Linked DNA regions of Mus musculus: region 2 is linked to region 1. Evidence: chromatin contacts called from public HiChIP or PLAC-seq data. All regions are on one chromosome and are shown on one strand. Each heading gives the region's core, a stretch centred on a gene start, on an enhancer-like site or on the middle of the called end of the contact. The rest is flanking DNA. Distances are from core to core; before and after follow the strand shown.

The links. HiChIP or PLAC-seq counts read pairs in DNA pulled down with a chosen protein or histone mark.
Region 2: a contact with region 1 is called in an H3K27ac HiChIP or PLAC-seq map of microglia, with 6 times the contacts expected there. The contact joins two enhancer-like sites.

Annotation. Positions count from the first base shown.
Region 1 is chr16:16,072,200-16,074,899 of GRCm38.p6, reverse strand. All of the region lies in intron 5 of Spidr (scaffolding protein involved in DNA repair), which reads left to right. Among named protein-coding and RNA genes, the nearest start is that of Spidr, 73 kb to the left of the region's middle. Within about 2 kb of position 1,374, at least 76 of the 459 cell types and tissues checked have an H3K27ac peak or open chromatin away from gene starts, as enhancers often do. A contact at or near this core is called in microglia, where this site is marked.
Region 2 is chr16:16,906,716-16,909,415 of GRCm38.p6, reverse strand. All of the region lies in intron 2 of Ppm1f (protein phosphatase 1F (PP2C domain containing)), which reads right to left. Among named protein-coding and RNA genes, the nearest start is that of Ppm1f, 12 kb to the right of the region's middle. Within about 2 kb of position 1,370, at least 29 of the 459 cell types and tissues checked have an H3K27ac peak or open chromatin away from gene starts, as enhancers often do. A contact at or near this core is called in microglia, where this site is marked.

The DNA.
Region 1 (2,700 bases), core at 125-2,624:
CCTAGCATATCAGCCCTCTGAAAGGCTTCACCCAGCAGCTAACTGAGACAGATGCAGGTACTCACAGCCAAGCATTGGATAGAGGTCGGGGACCTCTATGGAAGAGTTAGGGGAAGAATTGAAGGAATTGAAGGGGATGGAAACCTCACAGGAGAACCAACAGTGTTGTCAACGAATCTCAAACTGTGGGAGCTCCCAGAGATTGGGCCACCAACCAAAGAGCATACATGGGCTGGTCAAAGGCTTTTGGCAAGTCCTGCCTCAGTGGGAGAGGCTGTGCCTAATCCTATAAAGACTTGGTCCCCCAGGGTGGGGGGATACCTGGGGAGGGCACATTCTCAGAGGTGAAGGATAGGGCAGATGGAGAGGGGGCAATATTTAGGATATAAATTAATAAAATAAGTAATTAATTAAAGAAAGGAGAGTATAGGTAGTATGGGTGGCTGTGCATCTCACAGTCTTAGTAGGAACATGGGTATATACAAAGGGAAGTACCTTAATGATCACCTCTGTTGTCTTTTCCCCACTCATCCCCTGTACTTTCATAGCACGTAACACACGAAGACTGGTATCACATCTAGGAGATACATGGTATTCAGCAAGTCTTTTCAAATGATACAGGTTATGGAGTATCTACAGACGAAGGGGCTAGAAATAGCTATTAGATTTTGAAACCTTATAATGAAAGGATGATAGCTGTATCCCAAAGAAATGACAGGTAGGGTTTTTGTTTTGTTTTTGTTTGTTGTTGTTTTGTTTTGTTTTGACTAGTGTACAGTTCCTAGGCACATGGAAATACAGTTTCAGTGAACTAGCCACATATCATATAGAGATTGGAAACTTAGGCAAGAGAGTTTGGTGCTGGGTTTACAGCTGAACAGGATGTTTGTTTCAGGACGTTTTAAGTTAAACATGATTAAGATTCTTAGTGGTAGGAGCAAGTCATCGAGAGTATCCTTCCCCTCTGTCTCTTTCAGTTGGTATCATTATCAGATTTTTTTTTTCCCCAAAAAATATTTGTATAAGAAATAGAGCTGCAGATAGGTAGCTGCTTCTTAATAGAATGAGGTTTATGTAGACATGATTCGACTTGTGGTTTGTCCTTACATAATCAAAGTGCACGGTTGAGGTTTTATATTTATAATTAACGATAATCTGAACTTATTGAATGTTTTAGCTATATTTGAGACATTAGTTTCTTCAGTATTTTCTTAAGTGCTTGAAACTGATTCTCCCTCTTCACTTCTTCATCTCAGAAACTGCAATTTTGTTTTTGTGACGAACAACTTCCTGTTGTGCGTTCTCTCCAGCCACTTCTGGGTTGAGTGCTGTGTGTTTTTTACCTAAGGCTGTAAGTGCATTGCAACACTAACTGGCTATTTCATCATGATTTGGATTGAGAAAGTCTATCAGGAAGTCACAAGTGAATTGTCCCCAACATAGCTTTTAGCTTCATGTTTCTCAGTTGCTGTGTCATGATAGGCAGTTGGTATTCCGACTAGCAGTTGTAAAAAGGGCACAAGAGGATAATTTAGAGATTAAGCGATGGCTTCATTGTATCATTTGATTATGGTCACTGGAGGGTCGGTTTCTGTATGTGACATGTAGGAAGGAAGAAGCCTCATGGCTCGTCTCCTGGGGCAGAAGGAACTGCTTCAATTTCTCTGTCAGCCTCAGAAATGATTGCAAGTGTAGCTCCTCACTGTCCTTCAGAAGTTCCCCCAGGTCTCCTAAAACCTGAGGAAAAGGTATGTTGTCAAAAAAAGATTTGTCCTTGCCACTGTTTAAATAAATTAGATGAGGAGTTTTCAGTAAGTGATATGTTGAAGATTATTCATTATGTATTTTCCCAGTAGATTTCTTTCTCCAGGGTAGAAATATAGTTAAGCAGATACATAAAATACAAGTCAGACTGTCCAGGACCTCACAGTTTGAAAAATAGTTGTAATACAAATAAATGTATTAATGAAATGGTAGTAATATGTGCTGGTGACCATCAGTGGGTTAAGAAAGCCCTTATAATAGATGCGCCTACAGCAAGTATAGGAAGCCCTCCCTACCGCTGAATCTCAGTGTACTGCCTAGGTTCTCAGCTGCAAAGTCTACCCAGAATGTTCCAGTTGGAGAAAGGAATGCTAAATGAAAGGCACTTGAACTAATCCCAGGCCCAGAGCTGGGGTTTAGTGATGTGGCCTGCACAGCCACACCCCTTTCCTCATGCTTGTATTGACGAGGAGTTGTCAGGGTAACACTTCAGGTAGAAGAACCATGTTTGTGTAAGAAAGTCACCATGTTTGCCCACCTGCCACATGCCTTGTTTTCTTTCTTTATAAAACGATAAACTGCACCTTCCCTTACCTGAAAAAAATATGTATTTAAAAAAAATAATCACATTTATATGAAAATTTATAGATTAAATTTATATTAAATTGCTAATATTTATTTGAAAAGTGGAGATTTTGTGTGTGTAACTTCCACTCAGAGTGCATTAAATTATTTTATGATGCAAATGAAGTTTTACCTGACAGTGAGGAGAATTGGACACACATATTAGTAAATAGCCTCCTTTTCTCACAGTGTGGAGGTGACAGGCATTCAGAGGATTTGCAGTTTCAGGGTTTCAAAGTTGTCAGTAGCCTTGGTAGTTGGTTTTCGTTTTGCAGGTATAGCAGAGCCTTTCACTGTATCCTTGGCCAGATG
Region 2 (2,700 bases), core at 121-2,620, 830 kb before region 1:
CCCAGAGCCTGTCTTCATGTCTAGTGGGAGATCCTCAAAGCTAGACTATGTGCTCTTGTCTGTGTGCCTGTTCGGAAGGGCATTTGGCTGAATTTTCATAGCTGATTTCTTTAATTAAAAAAAAAAAAAAGAAAAAGGCGGTGTGTGTGTGGTAGCTCAGGCTGGCCTCAAACTTGTGAATCAACTCCTGACTGATTCCTGATTCATATGGAATTACAGTTGTGAATCAGTCTGCCTGGCTTTTATGTATCTCTCTTTCTCTTCCTGTGTATGTGTGTAAATGTGTGCGTGTGCATGTATAAATATGCAAGTGTGTATGTATGCGTGCATGTGCGCATGGACACATTTGAGAACAGAGGAAGATATCAGACGCCCTGCTCTATTGCTCTGTGGCTCTCTACTGGATTCCCTTGAGACAGGGTCACTCAGTTAACCTACAAGCTTGCCGTTTGGGCCAAGCTGGCTGGCCACTGAGCTCCTGGGATCTGCCTGTCTCTATCCCCTAATATCAGGGTTATAGGCACATGCAGACATTGTCCAGCTTTTACAGGGATTACTGGATTCAGGTTCTCATGCTTGCACAACAAACACTCTTATCCATTGAACCATCCATCTCCCTAGCCCCCAAACAAACAAACAGTGTCTCATGTTACCCAGGCTGGCCTCAAGCTTGCTATGTAGCCAAAGCTGACCCTGAACTCTTAATTTTCCTACCTCTGCCTATTCAGCCAGAGTGCTAAGGGTTGCAGTCACACACCACCATGCTAGGCTAACACTTCAGCTTTAATGAGAACAATGACCTTCTAAGAGTTGGTGAGTTTCATCCTAAGGGGACTGGCCATCTATTGATGGCCTTTGGTTTTAGAGAACTGGGAACTGACCACAAAGACTCCTGCAGGCAAGTCTGTCACTTGTCGCAGCTTTCTTTTTATTTTTTGAGCCACTCAGGCTGGCCTTCCATTTACCCTGGATCCCAGGCAGGCCAGAGCCTTCAATCCTCTGGCATCAACCTCTTGAGTAGTTGAGTAGTAGGCTCTGCTACTGACAGTCTGTGGAACTGTACAATTGGCTGAAGTTTTCAAAAGAGTGACTTATGGAGAGGCCTCTTGAAGAGGCTCTGAAAACAACCAGCTGAAATGGGGTGCAGCTCGGTGGTAAAGCACTGGCCTAGCTTGTTGAGATGCCCTGGGTTACATCTCTAGCACACTCTTGCCATACCCCCAGTCCCAAATAAAGAAGAAGACATTGTAAGCCAAGAACAAGTTCCCCACTTTGCGGCATTTCCTGCCAGGCACTGAGTTTTCCGTTTAGGGGCAGGGAAAGGGTACCTGCTCACTTGTGCCGATGAGGTCATGCTTAAGCTTTTTGCCCACTGGCTGCTTCTGCTGTTGGGAACAGGGAGGTGATTTCCCCCTACAGAGACACAGACAATGCCTGGCCTCCAGCCATCAGCATTTCCTTCCTGGACCAGGCTTCTGCCTCATTGTAGGGACCCCACCCACGGATGTGTCCGGAGGCCCTCAGTCCTGTCATCACACTGAAAATGTCAGCCCTGATCCTGGTTGTGGGAGTGGAACTCTTAGACGTGGCTAGAGGATGCTGGACCCAGGAAGTGCCCTCAAGGGTTGCTTGGTGCCTACACTATAACAAGAGATGAAGCCATATCTAGATAATTACAATGTTAAGTTTTATATTTTGCTCAGGGACCTAGAGATGTGCCAATGAAATCACAATAAATGGAGAAGAAAGGAAAGGAGTGTGCAGATCCCAGGGGCCAGACTTGTAGATAGTTTCAGAGGAAACACCAGTAAACGTCTGAAAAAAGAGCCAGCGGATCAGTGTAATAGAAGGCCTTTACACCCACAACTCTAGATGGGCTGTGGGGACAAGAGCCAAGCATGAGAGTCTGTGAGGCACAAAATGACTGTGTATGTATGTGTGTGCACACATGTATGTGCACATGGCTGAATGTGAATGCCTGGGAACTGTTGCATATGATGCAGATTATCTATGAGGCTCATACCACAAGTAATGGTGACATATACCCATGTTCACATATAGGAGAAAATGCTAGAACAAAATCCATTTGGACAGTTGAAAAATACATTCAGTATAATATTATATTAATCCCCCACCCCCACCCCCAAGACAGGGTTTCTCTGTGTAGCCCTGGCTGTTCTGGAAATCACTCTGTAAACCTAGCTGGTCTCGAACTCAGAGATAGTCTTGCCTCTCTGCCTCTCGAATGCTGGTATTAAAGGTATGTACCACCACGCTGGGTCTTGTACTGATTTTTTTTTTTTTTGTCTTTTTGTTTTGTTTTTTTTGTCTTTTGAGGCAGGGTTTCTCTTTGTATCCCTGGCTGTTCTAGAATCTACACTGTACAGCAGACTGGCTTAGAACTCAGAGATCTGCCTGCCTCTGCTTCCTGAATGCTGGGATTAAAGGCATATACCATGCATGGGCTTGTACATTTTTATGGTACACTTATGGTTTGTTTAGTGGATGAACATAAGCAGGTCCCTGGGGTTCTGGGCCATCCCATCCATTTTCTTTGCTTTTTTAGTTGAAAGTACATTTTTATGCAATATCCTGACCATGGTTTCCCCTTCCCAATCTCCTCCCGATTCATTCAATCCCACTGCCTTCTTTCTATCTCTTTAGAAAACAAGCAGGCAAATAAAAACAAAATAAAACAAC